4 separate regions of the Mus musculus genome follow, and regions 1, 2 and 4 are each linked to region 3. Evidence: chromatin contacts called from public promoter capture Hi-C data. All regions are on one chromosome and are shown on one strand. Each heading gives the region's core, a stretch centred on a gene start, on an enhancer-like site or on the middle of the called end of the contact. The rest is flanking DNA. Distances are from core to core; before and after follow the strand shown. Region 1 holds the start of Ap1s2 (adaptor-related protein complex 1, sigma 2 subunit). Region 2 holds the start of Siah1b (siah E3 ubiquitin protein ligase 1B). Region 3 holds the start of Ofd1 (OFD1, centriole and centriolar satellite protein). Region 4 holds the start of Piga (phosphatidylinositol glycan anchor biosynthesis, class A).

The links. Promoter capture Hi-C pulls out the DNA fragments that hold promoters and counts their contacts.
Region 1: a contact with region 3 is called in a promoter capture Hi-C map of cranial neural crest. The contact joins the promoter of Ap1s2 here to the promoter of Ofd1 in region 3.
Region 2: a promoter capture Hi-C map of erythroid cells shows a contact between it and region 3, with 31 times the contacts expected there. The contact joins the promoter of Siah1b here to the promoter of Ofd1 in region 3. A contact is called at or near these places in 2 of 39 promoter capture datasets (erythroid cells and liver) and 1 of 115 datasets of contacts at active chromatin or transcription factors (extraembryonic endoderm stem cells).
Region 4: a contact with region 3 is called in a promoter capture Hi-C map of liver, with 4 times the contacts expected there. The contact joins the promoter of Piga here to the promoter of Ofd1 in region 3. A contact is called at or near these places in 6 of 39 promoter capture datasets (the 3T3-L1 cell line, erythroid cells, hippocampal neurons and 2 more), 1 of 115 datasets of contacts at active chromatin or transcription factors (embryonic stem cells) and 1 of 9 other capture datasets (liver).

Annotation. Positions count from the first base shown.
Region 1 is chrX:163,907,354-163,911,654 of GRCm38.p6, reverse strand. Ap1s2 (adaptor-related protein complex 1, sigma 2 subunit) reads right to left here and starts at 2,638. Exons shown (of 6, transcript NM_001290379.1): 1 at 2,382-2,638; 2 at 148-326. The coding sequence starts at 326. It overlaps Gm52456 (predicted gene, 52456), which reads left to right and starts at 2,124. Exons shown (of 2, transcript NR_165469.1): 1 at 2,124-2,244; 2 at 2,357-3,545.
Region 2 is chrX:164,073,722-164,078,048 of GRCm38.p6, reverse strand. Siah1b (siah E3 ubiquitin protein ligase 1B) reads left to right here and starts at 1,556. Exons shown (of 4, transcript NM_001308385.1): 1 at 1,556-1,862; 2 at 2,380-2,471.
Region 3 is chrX:166,438,903-166,442,851 of GRCm38.p6, reverse strand. Ofd1 (OFD1, centriole and centriolar satellite protein) reads left to right here and starts at 2,148. Exons shown (of 23, transcript NM_177429.3): 1 at 2,148-2,572; 2 at 2,725-2,823. The coding sequence starts at 2,558. It overlaps Trappc2 (trafficking protein particle complex 2), which reads right to left and starts at 2,097. Exons shown (of 5, transcript NM_025432.4): 1 at 2,013-2,097.
Region 4 is chrX:164,417,335-164,421,075 of GRCm38.p6, reverse strand. It overlaps Piga (phosphatidylinositol glycan anchor biosynthesis, class A), which reads right to left and starts at 1,296. Exons shown (of 6, transcript NM_011081.3): 1 at 1,236-1,296.

The DNA.
Region 1 (4,301 bases), core at 1,389-3,888, 2.5 Mb after region 3:
TTTAAATGGAAAGTTTTCCTTTAAATTTATTTCATTTAATATTTATTAATCTTTGTTTATTGACATAAAAGTCTGCAATTTCCTCATTAGAAATAACCCTAATATTTGACAGTATTTTACCTTTCTGATAAAAAAAAACAAAAATACCTTTTATAAACAATCTTCAGATCTCTCCACTCAAGGAAGCTGCACATCTTGGGTTTCCGTGCTAAAACGGTTTGAACAAGTTCTCTTGTGATCTTCTTCTTTTCTTTGTCTGACAGTGGGACATACCATTTCTGCAGTCGAAGCTTTCCCTGGCGACTAAAAAGCAACATAAACTGCATCTGTTAAAATAAATAAAATCAAAATTACATACAATTACCTAGGATCAACAGTCAAGATCACATGATGTTTCAGAGCTGCTTTGGGGGTACAGTAAACACCCTGACACATGATCAATAAGCCATCAACATTTCTACGCAGGTTATAATAGCAGGAAATTCTATTGGAAAGATCTTACTATATGTAGGTAAGTGTGGAAGAGTGTGTGGAAATCAGAACAGGTGGTAAGCTGGAGTGAAAATTTTGAAGAACAAAAACTCTGATAATTTCAAGAAACAATTTTCTACCTGTTCCACACTCCACCACTCTATGTGCATTAAAGGCAAATGCAGACATCAGGTAGTTGATTTAGGATGTTGATTTACATGTCTAGGAAGAGGAGACCTACTATTTTTCACCCTGAGGCTATTCTAGTTCCAGGCTGAATTTCTTGCAGAAAAACTGCTTGTCATTTAAAGCATTCCCTTCAATTTATGCTAGCATATTTTAAGCAAAATCACAATATTAATCAAAAAGATCTCACAAACAACACATTTTAAAGACAAAAGCCCGATTTTTATGTTTGCATTTCATAAAATCCAACACAAACAAGCACTCAAGAACTGAGTTAATGTATGTAAAAGAGAATACACGCTTAAAAAGCTTTATTCAAAGTTACTCATATCGAGACACAAGATATTTAATTTAAAACAACAAATTTTTGGGACAGTGCACAGAATACTTCTTTTAAAACAAAAACCACATTTGAATGTTATGCTGGATTTGAGTATGTTTTATACCGAAGCTAATTTGCATTGATTTACTTAGTATTTGCATGTCTGTTGGTCAGTCTATATTTTCTAAGGCATGTATTTTATAATTCAACTGGTAAAAGCGAGCTGTATTGTAAAGCTAATTTGAAGGTAAAATTTGGATAGGTGTTTTGTTTTAACCTTTTTAAGTTCCTTTAACAGTGACAGTGCAAGTAAGATCCACCCAAGGGCGATTCTTAATATTCACCACACAACCTTAAATTTGAACACCCGGAGGAGGAATTTACGTAACTAATATAAAATCAAATTGGCTCTAGACAGGAAATCCACCTCGCAATATCCCAAAAAGGCATCAAGAAAACATCCGGATATTTATGGCGTAGCCATTTAACTTTAATAAAGTTAAAATTGGCTATTACCCCACACAACACTATATAATTCATTGAGAGCAAAGTGCCACCCTTGTAAGTCCTGAAGACAGCGGCATCGAAAAGAACGGCATCGAAAGAACTGGACATTGAACGCAAACCGTTATCAGAACTTGGGGAAGGGACCGATCGGTTTTCTTAAATCTTGACCAGGAGAGATGGTTTGCTAATGACTGGGGTGTGCTCTAGGCTATCTGTAGCGGGGTCCAGTATCCGCCCTACCACTTTGGAGGACGAAGAAACCAAGCATTTTCCTCAAAACAAATGATGTGCTAACATGGGACGAAACCCGCGGCACAAGTATTCCTTTTCCCTCGCTTTGATTTTTGCCGCAAATCCCGGGACAACAATTTCTCCAGATTGGTATTAAAACAAAAACAAAACAAAACAAAACAAAAAACCCAACAATGAGCTCAGCCTTGGAGTGGGCTCTGGTCCAGCATCCCTGGGGTCCCGCAGTCTCGGACGCCTCCCCTCCTCCCGGGACTACACTCCATCAGTACCCAAAGCTGGGCGAGGTGACCGGCAAGGAGTGGAGCAGAGACAATGGCATCCGCTGGCCCGCCAGGGGCGCCAAGTCCTCGGTCGCCGTCACCCCAGCCCCTCCCCAAAACGCCCCGTCAAACTTGAGGCGATCAGCGAACCACAGGTGCCGCGGGGTCCCCGCGGAACCTAGGACCGGTTCCCCTGCATCACCGGCGCGCTGCCGAGTGGAGAGCGGAGCGCTACCGCCGGCAGAAGTGAGTTTCGGGGCGCGGCGCCCCGGGAGGACTCGGGGTGGGGTCGTCGGGGCGCTCACGGGGCGGCGGGGGGCGCGTCCCAGCCATCACTCCCTCTTTCCATCCCTGCCAGCTCAGCGGACTCCTTCAGCACTTACGGCGGCGGCGGGCCGCGGACGCGGCGGAGCTGGGCTGGCCGCGGAGACTGAGGCGCCGGCAGCTGCTGAGGGGAAGCCCCCGTCGCCGTGCTGTGGAAGGGAAGCCGTGGTGCCGCGGGGAGGGGACCCGTCTGGTGGAGGGCAGGCTTAGGCTGCGAGGGTAGGGCGAGCCGACAGATCCCGCCCTGGAGGCTGGACGGAGGAGGAGCCCGGGCTGCGGCGAGCGGAGAGGCGGACCGGAGACCGCGCGCCAAGCTGCCGAGGGGGCGCCAACCGCCTCTAGAGTGAGCGCTGTTGCCGGCAAGAACGAGAAGCCGATTGGTCAAATAACCGCAGGGTAGGCGTGGCGAGGGCCGGAAGTCTGGCCACGTGACCCGGAAGCGGCCTAGGCTGTGGCCAGCGCGCTTGCGTACTTCGGGCTGTGCTGCCGGGACGCGGCGCGCGCGGCTGTCCTGGCTCCTTCCGTGGCAGGGTGATGGGGCTCCGCGGCGCCCTTAGCTGACCCCGTGGTGCAGGCTAAAGGATGGTCCGCACCGCAAAGGGGCTGATTCCGAGCGCCAGTGACTCCGTGGGTCTCCAGAGGGTTGGGCGGGGAGGTGTGACAGTCGGCGATGATGGTGGGAGCCAAGGACAGGAGTGCTGCAACTCAGGGGAAAACAAGTCAGCGCTGTCGCGGTGCTCGTGCCCGCGTTTGCAGGGAGGCCCCTCCTTTCCAGCCCCAGCTAACCTAGACATTTCTCGCCACAAGCTTTGCTAGAGCCTCTCTTCAGGGCTTGCTTCCCCCAGCAGTGCGGCGGACTGGAGGAGTTGTAGTCCGCTCTCTGCTGCAAAAAAAAAAAAAAAAAAAAAAAAAAAAAAAAAAAAATCCAGACAGCGCTTAGTCCTTTTAGATCCCGCTTCCTTCTCACGGTCTCGCCCGCACCTTCCCCATCCCGGGTTCCAGTTTAGCCTTGGCTGATGACTCGCTCGCCTTGGCATGTCCTTCCTCTAATGTCACATCTATAAAGCCTCACCCTAAAGCCCCGGAACAACGAATTCCTCTTTTACCCACATGCTTCTGTTTAGCGCACCTTGGATTTTATTCGTTTAACAACCTAGTTCTCTGCCTGGTTTTAACACTACTGATAAATGTGAGTTGTCTAATAAAATTATAAAATGATGATAGACTTGTTAAAAAGCTGAAATGTTGACTTAGTCTGGGCGTATGATGGATGTCTGTGTTTTATTTGAATGGTGGAATGGATGGATCATCGAGTTCAACTCATCTTTTATAGATAAGGGGAATGGAGATCCACAGGATTAGGTGACCTTGCTTGGACAGCCATGGATTTCCCCTGTCAAATGCTACTCATTACTACTGTCACCTCTGTCCCTACAACAAAAGCCAGAACAGAGTATTCATTGGGCATGCCTTTCTTTGCAGAGATTACTAAACAGGAATTGTAAATTAACTAATGTAAGAAAAAAAAGATGCTACACTTTTAGCGAAGCTGTGTTTACTTAATGTAAAGAACCCCCTTATTAGACATCAATGTTCATTTTTATGTCTTAGAGTGCCAATGTAATAGGATCTTATACGTTAGGAATTTGAGGTCATTTTGTATATGCTTTTGTTTAGCAAAAATAAAACTAGAATACTTTCCCCTTTTCAGCAATACTATGCTGCTTGGAAAGTTTCCTACAAACGTGTGTGAGTGAAATATACTGGAGTATTAAAGTGGTCAATAGAAAGCAGAATTGGCTTTTGGTAGGTCTTTAGGTCCCCGGCCCAAATTTCTCTGTTTATTGTTGAAACATGCCTCTAAAATGCCAATGTACTTTCTCACAAGAAACAGATGTCATTAGCCAGTTCAAAGATAGCAATGATATTACACAATGAAAAACGGCCTTCTAATTCTAAACACTGCCTTTCCTTTTTGT
Region 2 (4,327 bases), core at 307-2,806, 2.4 Mb after region 3:
AGGTGAATAGCTGAATTTGAAGCCTGGCTACACAGAGAAACCCTGTCTCAAAACACACACACACACACACACACACACCAAAAACCTGTTCTTTACTCTGTGCTCGTCTAAGGTCAGGATTGTTACCCTGTGCATACACACACTGTCTTCAAGCCACACAAGGGTGGAAAGTGGAGGAGAGGGAAACTCATATTTTAAAGTGATCACAAAATCGTGACTGCTGACACATGGAACTAATCTTTGTGTGATGGAGGGGAAACTTGTAACCCTCCACACAAATGAAAAGGCGATATTGTCAGTGAATATTTGTTGAGAATTTGATTGTGTGAGGGCTGTAGTAACTACTATGGAAATGGCCAGTGGTTTCATGCTCCCAGCTACTCCTGCCGATTGGATCAACACACCAGCTCTTACCAAGCACTGGTTCCACCTATCCAGTCTCTTATCACATCTTTTTTTATTTATTTATCTTGTCCTTGAAGCAAAGAACTTCAAGATTCTTTCAGGCTTCTTGTACTTTCAGAATATAGTCACAGATTTTGAATGTAGGAACAAAGAGCGAATGGAACGGTTTTTTTCCTCCCTGTGTGCCCATTCAGAGTTTTTTGGGTTAGCATTGTCTCTGTGGGAGCCAAATTATAAGAGTAATGTCGGAGTATGGGGTAGGGGTGGAGGGCTTCAAAGCAGAGATGAAAGTGTGGTGCAGTCTAGAGAGCTTCATAGTATGAGGGAGAGCTGGTGCCTAGAAAAAGTCATAAGAACTAGAAGGGCAGTGTGCTTCCTCCACGTACCTGTCTAAAATTTAAAGCCTGCTGAGTGAGAGGCTGGAAGAAACACTGGGTTGGCTCCCCAGGTCTCATTAAAAGGGCACGAAAAAGCCGGGCATGGTGGCGCACACCTTTAATCCCAGCACTTGGGAGGCAGAGGCAGGCAGATTTCTGAGTTCGAGGCCCAGCCTGGTCTACAAAGTGAGTTCCAGGATAGCCAGGGCTACACAGAGAGACCCTGTCTCGAAAAACCAAAAAAAAAAAAAAAAAAAAAAAAAAGGCACGAAAAGGAATTGCGAGGTTTCAGTTCCACCACTGAACCCCACCACTGGGCAAGCAGTTTTGTTTCCCATCGGTTTCTGCTCATAAATTACCACTGGCAGAAACACGAAAAAATAAAAGTGTCATTACTTTACTTTTTATTTATTTATTTATTTAGCATCTAGAATTTGGACTGTTTTCAAGAGGGACTTTGGGGTATCCTTTTTCAAGAGAGACACTCGATCTGGCGAGAGAGGGGCGGCCAAGGTGAAGGCCACGGTAGGTGATTAGGGAACCTCTGAGGTGTCTTAGACTTAAAGCAGTAAAATATGCTTGCAGGGGAAAAGAGGTCTCTTTGAGAGGCGGGCTCATAGCTTGCTCTCAAGCCAAGCTCTGATAGGCCAATAAGAAAGTCTAACGAAAGAGGGGACGTGACGTGACGTGACCCAGCCAGGCTTCGGCACCATGGTAACGGCATCACCCATAAGAAGGAGCTAGTGGTACAGCCCGGAGGAAAAGGCGTGGTCTAAGCGACGGATGGAGGCGGGCTGGTGACATGGGCGGAGCGCGAAAATCGGCCTGTGGTCTTAGGCGCAAGGGTGATCGCATGCCGCTGTTCGAGATCAAAGGCCTGGGCAAGTCACTTGTGGCTGTTCTCAGGGTCTCCTCAGCGGTCTCCCTGTAGAGCTGCGGTCGAAAGCCGGAGCCGGAGCCGGAGCGAGCCAGAGCCGGATTGAGCCGGAACCGGAGCTACCGGAGGGCGGGACTTCCGGTTTCTGGGCCCAAGACAGAGGGCGGGTCAGGAGTCAAGGTCTCGCGAGGCTGCGGCGTGAGGTAAGGGGGCGTAAGCAAGCTCCTCATAGGCTGGCAGCCTCGTGCCGGGAGCCCGCGCGGAGGTTGAATTCGGTAAGGATGGGCGACTGTGTGTGACCGCGGCCGCGGGGTCGCAGGGCCTGTCTGTGGGGACAAGGACTACCCCTTTGGCCTTTACACGCACTGTCTTGAGGTACCTTGGTCCGGGGAGACCCGAAAGATGTAGGTCCGAGAGTATAACGGAGGGGCTACTCGAGCTTCCCCCAGGAACCGGCTTCCCAGGGCGCTCTCGTCAGTACAGGGTCACTAACTAACCCCTGGGGATTGGATCCGGTTTGGAGATGGGGCGACTGCATTTCTAGACACCGAGGCTGAAGACGCTGGAACTCATCCGGATTGGGGGGGGGGGGGACGGATAACGCCACCCTCCAGGGTGGGCATTGGTAGCACAGTAGTGTCGGGAACACAAGTCTGACCCGTCTCCACTTCTCAAGTTCTTAACATCTTTTTTTTTTTTTTCTTTTGTGCCCTACTCCAGATCGAGAGACCAGGAACTTCAAAATAGTGCCTGGGATCCGGATGACAGCAGGCATTAAGGGCTGGCTACTGGACTGAAGCTGCTGGAAACTTGTAAGTATAACTCCACCTCGTTTGTCTTTTCCTGAAAAAGCTTGAGAAATAATTTGAATGTGTACACCTTAGTTTGAATAATCTCTTCTGAAAACCACGGTTGCTTTTTCTCCTGCTTTCTGGACTGTAAGTCTGCCAATCTCCCCTTTGCTATCCAAAAGTTTGGTTGGCATGTGTGTGCCCGAAGAACTGTGAGCATGACTAGTATGCACAACAAAGCTTTTCTTTTTGAAACTTTAAGCATGCTGAAGTTATGCAGAAACGGAGAGAGAGTTGCAACCAGTGTCAACTATCTCAGAGTCTAGTGTGGCCTGTTTGAGGTCGTCTTTTTTTGATAAGGCAGGTCTCTATACTTCTGTTTATTTCTGTGGATCTCAACCTGTCCAGAGGTTAGATTTTTAACATTTTCAAGCAGTTCAGGGTTAATTCTAGCTGGATGGTGTGTAAGTGTGTGCCTTGCTGTGAACATGGAAAATGGAGTGAATTAGAAGATGGTTTTTCTCACATCCCTCTCTAGTCCTTTCCTGTAAGTTATGTCTGTTGAGGTCTCCTGCCGTAACATAGCTGTAGACATTTTGTTCCATGCCTGCCAGCTATTTCATATTGTTGCAGTAATATGGGTACCAGTCATTAACACAGAAAAATAACTTGACTCAAAGCAGGGTCATGCTGACCACATACCTTGTTATGTTCCGAGGTTATGACGTTTGTTAATCTTAAGAAATTCCACAACTATAAGCTTCACCAGTAGGACCTATCAAATTAAAGAACTGTTATGTGACTTCCAACATTGGCATATGAGCTCATTGTGGTTTTAGTTGTTTTAGCCTTTATAAGCTGGCCCTGAGAAATGTTTGGGGTCATAGTTCCCAAAGTCTGAGCTGTGTCAGTCAGTCCTACGGTGTGTTGTTTAATAAACCATCCCTGTTTGACTGAGGTTGGTGTTCATGTGGTTTGTGGGGTGACTCCTGAATCCCAACAATATCCAGGTCCTGATAATGCCAGGCAGAAGGGAGTAATTATAATAGGAGATAATAATTTTAGTTTTAACTATGGGTATGTGTGTAGGCTTCTGCATGAGTCCACTAAAGTAGAAAGAGGCTGCTGGGTCACCTGGAGCTCGAGTCACAGGCAGGTAGGAGCAGCCTGCCATGGCACTGAGACTGGAACTCACTCAGGTCCTCTGGAAGAGCCTTTGACCATGGAGCCACCTCAGCTCCAGGACTTAATTATTCTCCATTGTGTGCATCTTCCTGAGCCCTGTAGCTATTAAAGGGCATTTCTGACCTCTCAATAGCACCTTCCCCCAAATGATCACACTAAAATGGGTCTCAAGACATGTCCAGACCTCCCCTGATCACATTCAAAAGGGTCTCAAGACATGTCCAGACCTCCCCTGAGAAGGATGATGTTGTTAGAAAACCACGGAGACAAGACTTGTGTATATGTGATCTTGATGAGTTTAATGAAATGTCTAATATCTTTTAAATGATTAATATGTATCCACTATTGACAATGAATTAGTGTTTTTGAACATTACTTTGCTCTAAGGGTTTCTCAACTTCTTTGCAGTTTATTAATTCATGTAGGAGAGGAAACTCATTACTAGTGCTAGGTTAGTTCCACCCGAGGCTTGAAAGTGCATCATGAACACACTGCCACTGGCAGTTTCTTTTCTCCAGCATTGATTGTAGTTTCACTGAAAGGAATTAGCCCTGACCAAAATACATTCCTGGCTGCTGGTTATGCCTACACCCTCCCTCGCCTGGTTATTCAGAACACTCGCACTTGATGTGCTTAGGCTTAAAAGGTCATGTTCATCTAGTTACTAATGTTTTTGTGAGTGGGACTTTTCT
Region 3 (3,949 bases), core at 899-3,398:
GCAGATGGATCTTTGTGAGGTTCAGACAGCATGGCTTGCATATAAGACCAGGGACAGCCAAGACTATATAAAGGGAGACCCTGCCTCAAAATGGGGTAACAGGAAAGACACCATGGGACCTGTAAGTCTACCAGTGTTGCATAAAATTATTAAGATATAAGAGACTGAGATATATATAGTCTTGTACTTGAGTTTTAAAATCAGCAGAAGCCAGCTACAGTGGTTCACATCTTTAAACCCAGCACTAGGGAGGCTAAAACAAGAGAACAATTATGAGTTGGTCCAGCTAGGCCACAGTATGAGACTCTGCCTCAAAAAACTAAAACCAGTAACAACAAACCAACTGTACAACAAAAGGAGAGAACCCTAGAGAAAAAGAAATGAGAATCGAAAAGTTTGGATTTATTGCTCAGTGAGGCAGCAGCAGCCTGACATGTCAAGAAAGAAAAGCTAAAGAATTCTAGGCTGAATAAAGATTAAGACCGCTGGGGCAAAAAGATTGTGCAGCAGTTAAGAGAACATACTGCTCTTGCAGAGGACACAAGTTCAATCCCAGCTCCTACATCAGGCAGCTCACAATTGCTTGTAACTCCAGCTCTATGGGATCTAATGCCTTCTTCTGGACTCTGTGGGTACCTGTACTCATTACACACACACACACACACACACACACACACACCTCTAAAATAAATCTAAAAGTACAAAACAACCAAAAACTGAGTGAAGACAGTGCCCAAACAAGGTGTGGAAAGTGCTGCTGTCATCCTCATTACATCTCCTGTGAAAATACTTAGTTCTGGAAATCATAATTTCAAATGATGGATACCTTTAAACAATATGTTGGGAGCAGGGGGGTGGGTGGGGACTTAGACAATGAATGGTCTGAAAACAAAACAAAATAAGAGCAACTGAAGGAGCCAGTCGAGGGTGTTTTAAGCTAAGTGAGGATGAAGTGTTCTGTGGTGGGTGTTTAGTATATTCTTGAAATATAATGTCTAGTAGGAAAGGGATTTGACTAGGGATAGCTCGTGGTTCCTTATGAGCAAAATCTGCTTTGCTGGTATGGCTGCCAGGAGCTGGTGCTGAGAAACTGTGTGGTCAGCAGTGAAAGGCTGTGATCAATTAATTATTCATGTCTGGTATGGCTGTCAGGAGTTGGTGCTGAGAAACAGTGTGGTCGAATGGCTATGATCAATTATTCATGTCTGGTATGGGTTTGAGGGAGTGCAGTACATACACAAGATCAAGTATTTTTTTTTAACTCTAGACTTGACAGGCTTATTCTAAACTGCTGTAAAGGCCAAGCCCAGGGCTGACATCTGAAGTTACCAGGAAGCTAAAAATTCATATGGTGCAATGGTGGAAGACTACTAGTGCAAGAGCAGGATGAATTTAGAAATCCTTACAAGTTAAACATTTTAGTTAACAGGCAAACACAAGATAAAACGCATGCACCCCAGTTCAAAGCCGTCCATATTTATAGCAAATCTCTCTATGGAGGAACCTTTCAGAAACTTGCTCCTGACAGCTGTAAATTCAACTTGCCCCACAGATCAGCAAAACTAGTGGGGCTTTTCTATAAAATGAAGCTCCGTGCTTCTCAAGGAGATGCGCTTTTGCCCTCTTTGAGAGCATCTGTCAAAGTCTGGAGGGCGAGGTAGGGTACCACTGGCATTTAATGGAAACTGACCAAGGATGCGGTCAACCTACGATGCCCGAGACCGCTTTCTACAGTAAACCGGCTGCAAAGGGCAATGGCATTGCAATGAAGATGCACTGCGTTAGCGACCTGGAGAACGCCAAGCCTCCGTCCCAGTGCGCGGAGGTCCCCTCCAAGGGGACACGGAGGCTATACCAACTAGGAGAACGGGGATTACTCGGCGCCGGGGGGCTGGGCGTGCTGTCCCGAGTCAGGGCTGGGTAGAGGTAGAAGACCACTGTTCGCATCACGGGAGGCCTGGATGCCCCCGCGGACCCGGAACGCCCGCCGCCTGCTTCCCTCCAGAGCTCACCTGTAGGGAGGAGCCGAGATGAGAACCGGCCGCCTCTTTAATCTGCGCTCGGGAGCCTCAGCCTGGGAGTCCCAAAATCACTCTCGCGAGATCTGAGGCTATGCTCTCGCGAGACGTGGCCGGGACTGCTCGCCTAAGAGCGCGCAGGCGTCACGGAGGGCCAAAGCCTGGGCGGTTAGGCTGAGCCGGCCGAGCGGGCCGAGCGGCCGGAGCGGGCGGAGCAGGCGGCGGGCGGCGGGCAGTGTAGGGATGAGCTACGGAGCAGGGAAAACTGCCGACTGAGCGGCCGCTTCGGGGCCCTCGCTTGTCGTTTCCGTCTTTATTCCGTCCAGAGTCCCTCCTGGCTCGCGGACCCGCCCACCCTTCCCATACCGTGGGAGGAAGCGCGGCTGCTTGACGAGTTAGGGGCTGAATGTTTAGCTCTCTTGCTCCCCTAGGTCCCCAGAGACAAGCTGGATTCCGAGGTCAAGGGCTCCCTCTCCTCCTGCGCCCCGGCCCGGGCCGAGGAGTCCGACCGTGGAGGGGCGAGCTCGGGAGGAAAGCAGATGAGGATGGCTCAGGTAGTTCCACCTGCCACTTTCCAGGGTTTTTCCGATTGGACATCTCTTTGTTTTGATGTCCGTTAAGCATCTTAGGGCTTCCGGTGAGGTCACTGATTTCTGAAATTCAGGTCCACGTTGACACTAGGTAACCCATCATTTTCTCTTTTCAGTCCAACATGCCCCACAAGTCTGATGTGTTGAGTCAAGATGAACTGCGCAAAAAGCTATACCAGACGTTTAAGGATCGGGGTGTACTGGACACACTTCAGGTATCAGATTTAGGCACAATCGTGTCGTTATACTTCCACAAGTGTAACCTTTAACCGCAGGTGGCTCCACATTTAAATTCATTCATTAAGGTAGCACATAACCTGTATAATGAACACATTGCCATAAAACTAAGCTGCTGTTACAAATCTTGTTCCCAGTCTCGCTTTGATCATGCTACGTCTATGTAGTGAGCAGGAGGGGGACTTGCGAGGAACGGACTGCAGAGGGTAATGTGAGCAGAGTACTGTGGTCTACATGTCTGAGAACAACAAAATGAAGCCCAGTCTGTTTCATGATACTCCCTAGAAAAAAATCTATAGTGGAATGGTACCAGGTGTCTTGTCACACGCCTTTATCCCAGTTCTTCGGAAGCAGAGGAAGGCACATCTCTTGTGAGGGTAGCTGGGCCAAATAGCCAGTTCCAGGTCAGCCAAGACTTCATAGTGATACCCTGTGTCAGTAATAGTAAGTACACATAAGATATTTTAGAGTGTGGATATTTTAAATGAATAGCAACTGTTTATTAGAACATCTTAAGTTTGGGTAGCAGCAAGGGATGGAGTTAGTTCAATGTGTTTCCTTACAATATACCTTTTAGACTATATTTTACATATAGAATTGGAAATTAAGGAAAGGTGAGCCCAATTTTTCCCACTCTTGTTTTACTACATACAAATATTTAAGACTTGTCCGGAAAATACAGAAAGGCAGAAGAGAGAAAAATCATATATTATAACTACAAACTGCTGTTAGGCGTGTATATCATTTTAAAATTTAGATTATATGAGGATCCTTTTCCTGTTTCCTCAGGTTGCCTGAAATCCTTATTTTCAGTGGCAGCAGATTCCTCCTGGTCAGTCAGAGGTCATGGAGGTCGCTGCCTCCTATTGACTGAGGCTTCTACCTAGGTCTCCACCTCATCTATTTGTTGTACCTGTCATTTTCTGCCTAGTATAGAGAACTCCCCTGTCTGAGGAAAAAGGCCTGAGCATGCTTGGGCCAGTTTGCAGGGTTCTGCTTCCTTCCTGAGTACTGGGGTGTTAGGCCAGGGCCATTATGTCTTGGGGTAAGAGCGTTTCTAGCAATGTGTCCATATGGCTAGGGAAGGATTGTTGGTGTGTATTT
Region 4 (3,741 bases), core at 47-2,546, 2.0 Mb after region 3:
AGGCTTTACATGTGGGCTCTTTCCTACATCTAAGGCTAAGAAAAGTTCCCTTTAGGAGTTCCCTAAAGTGATGCTCATATGAAGTGCTCATTCAATACTCTGTTCTATAGATGCTTAGACTTTTAATGCCACAGCTTTAGAGATCTGGCAAAAATCCGCCTTAGTTGAGATCTACAAGTCTACAAAGAACTCAATGGAGGATTACTATCCTAACTCTCTGAGTTTCAGCTCTCACCTGCAACTACATGTGTCCATTTTCTCCCACAAATTCACCTACATTTAAAATCGTCTCAGAAATTCAGAGGGAGGAGGCAGGAAAGAAAGGAGCACGTGCTTGGGAGACAGAGAATTGAGGGTTCTAGGGCAGGGTAAGACAGCTACATGGGGGCACCCGGACACATAAACTGGAAAAAAAGAGGAGGGAAGACCAAATTTACAACCAGTAAGTAAACAAATAATGGAAGCAAGAAAATATGAAGTTTGCAAAAGGGGAAAGCAAAGCCTCAAGTGGCTAATGCTGTGCTACTGTCATGTGTCATCTAAACCTGGTCCTTTAGTCCTATCCCGTTTTAAGAAGTGAATGATAAGAACAGAAATAATGAACCAAATGAAAGTATGTGAAAATACTCACTGAATCTTGGCTTCTATAAGTGAATAGAGGCTGTAAAATCTGGTCAATTCTCTCTCCAGCCCTACATGCTAAGCGATCTGTACAACTTCCCTACCCAAGCCATGTAAATGACAAAGTCAAGAAGTCCTCAAAATTCTCAATCGTGCCCAGGGAACTCCCTTATTAGTAGAAGCTTCTGAGGATCCTTAGAGGGGGCTCGGACAGGGCTGAGAAATCAAGAGAAGTATACTTTAATCCAGTCCCAAGGCAGTGCACACGCACTCCCTGAGAGGCAGCTCGGGTGTACTAGAGCCAAAGAGGATCAGCCCGGGTCCACCAGCCAGCACCCCAGGATGAGACAAGATCCGGCCAGACCCAAAGGGACTCGGAAAAACGTCCTAAGATTCCAGTCACTCGCTCTACTAAACTCAGTCTAAGAACCAGTTCCAACCCTCAAGGCACCCTCAATCCCCATTTGATTACGGAGACCCACGGACCCGACTTCCGGGCCTCAGATAGAGTAGGCTTCACCTCCTCCACAGCCTGCCACGGTCCTGTGAGAACGGCACAACCCCATCCAGAGAGACCGAGAACGTTAGAAAGGACAGCCAAGACGCGTACTTACCCTCCAGTCCCATGGCCGCCACTGTCCGGACCTCCCGCGGCAGTTAACAGAATCCCGCCCCGCTGCTCCAAAGCACCAATCAGAAGCGTCCGCGATCCGAGCGCCGCGCCCCCATGATAACCAATCACACAGAGGTTCTGAATTACGTAGAAGAGAGACGCCCAGTCGGGCCCAAGTCTCTAGCGCGGGATTGTAGCGTCAGCGAGCGCAGGAGCACGTCTCCTAAGAGCTGCGGAAGGTCCCGGGCGTAAGTGCCCTGGTTGCTTAGTTACTGCGTCTCTTTTCAGGAAGCCCGGTCTCTCCCCGCCTCCTTCCGGTTAGAGAGACCAGGCGGGGCCGGGCCGGGCCGGGGGCTGGGGGGAGGAGCGGGAATGCGGGGAGGGCGGGGATAAGAGGAAGGGCAGGGTAGGGGGCGGGGAAATCAAGGCCAGGGCGTTTCTAGTCAGTATGGTACCACAGCCAAACCAACCACATCCATTCTTGTTATTCTGGCAGGATTGCTAAATGTGATGCATAAAAGTACAAAAATAAAGAAAAATCACAGCAAGTCAAAACTAAACTCTGAACTTTGAATCTTAGATCTACATATCTGTGCGTGTCCTAAAGACTGAGGACTTTCCTTTTAAAAGTTCAGATTTTGTTTTTGTCTTACAACTCTATGGGGGGGGGGGGGTGTCAGGGAATCTTAGGTATAACCTGAAACGCTCCCGCTCAAGCTGCTGCAGTCCTCAGCCAAAACTGTCTTGCGGTCTGGAGCCAGATTGTGCTTGGCCAAGAAGACAGAATCTCTCGATTGTTGTAATAGTCACCTGCTCTTTATAGTTGGTACCTGCAGATTCCCCAGCATGGCCATTCCTGCATTTTCTAGAATAAATTGTTTTCTAAGCAACAACACCATCACCATGACTGGCATCCACTTGAAGCTTGTGGTAAAGTTAAGGGTATTTTCTAAAACAAAACAAAAAGTTGTGCCAGGTGTGGTGGCGCACGCCTTTAATCCCAGCACTTGGGAGGCAGAGGCAGGCAGATTTTTGAGTTCGAGGCCAGCCTGGTCTACAGAATGAGTTCCAGGGCAGCCAGGGCTACACAGAGAACCTGTCTGGAAAAACAAAACAAAACAAAAAAGTTGTAGCAGATTTGAACTGTAGTATTCTGCCTGAACGACCACAAAGCATGCCTTCAAAGACTCTCAACCAGTGTGTCAGGACCCCTTTGAGGTATCCTGTATAGGAGGTATTTACATGACGATTCATAATAGTAGCAAAATTACAGTTATGAAGTAGCAAAGAAAATAATTTTATGGTTGTGGGTCATCACACCACAGCATTAGGAAGGTTAAGAAACACTGCTTTAGAGAACGTTCTTGGAAGCCACTAGAATTTGACTAAAATATTGCTGTGCTGGATATTCTGATGATAAGGTATGAAGGCAGCCAATGCCAGTTGTACTATCAAATAGTCTAAAAAGAAAAGATGTCAAATAAAGTAGTCAGCATCTTCCCTTGAAATTTAGTTCTTTGCAAATTCATATGTAAATAAGCTTCCTTGGATAATTTTAGAGTGGGAGGCACCTCACACATGTAGTGAAAGCTGGCTGGCTATCTATATGCAAAGTACACAAAGAGAAAACTTGGCAAGAGTACTATTTCCAAACCAAAATGAAACTGAAGCATATGGAACTGTCTATGAGAAAAGGAATTGCTAAGGGAAATATGTGGGAAAAGGCTGGGAGCTTCAGAGAAAAAAGTATTTCTATCTACCAACATTTATGAAACAAGAAGTAGGGGGTGTCCATAAAAGTTGAGAACAAGATCCTTTCAAGAAAAAAAAAGTGAATAAAGATACAGAGGCAGATGCTGACTGTTCAAAAGATATTTTTGTGCAATTATACAAGAAAGAGGTAGGGAAGAGATTTAGCCAGAATACTGGCATTGTCAGTAAGAGTTAGAGCAAACTGGTCGAATGCTTAAGAAAAATTGCTGAAGAAAATGTACTTGATGCTGACCCAGATTTCCAGCAAAGATGACATTTTTCAATCATTATTTTGTGACACTCTTCCTTGTTCTGCTTCAAATCGAAAATTTCAGATATAATATAAATGAGAGAGGTAGAACCAAAGAGACGCAGAATCAAAATTGCAAATTGTTAATCAAGATGAAAAGCTACCTAGGCCCTAGACAAATCTCGAGTGGAAGTAAAACATGGACCAGGGATTAGCTCCTACGGAATAATAAATACTGGCAGAATCCATGTGTGGCTAGGGACAGGAACTAGCTTTGTGAGAAATTTTTACATTGGTGGCCTTCAATAAATGACCCATCAACTGATAACCTGTATTTAATCCCTCCCACATTGAGTCTGGGGCTTGACCATGTGGCTTGCTTCACTAATGATACCCTGAGCAAACGAGATGCAGCAAATGCTTCGTAAATGTTTATGCACTGGGCCATGCCCTGTTGTAGCCTTTCCTCTTAAGAGCTTATGGTTATTTGTGTGAAGAAGCCTAG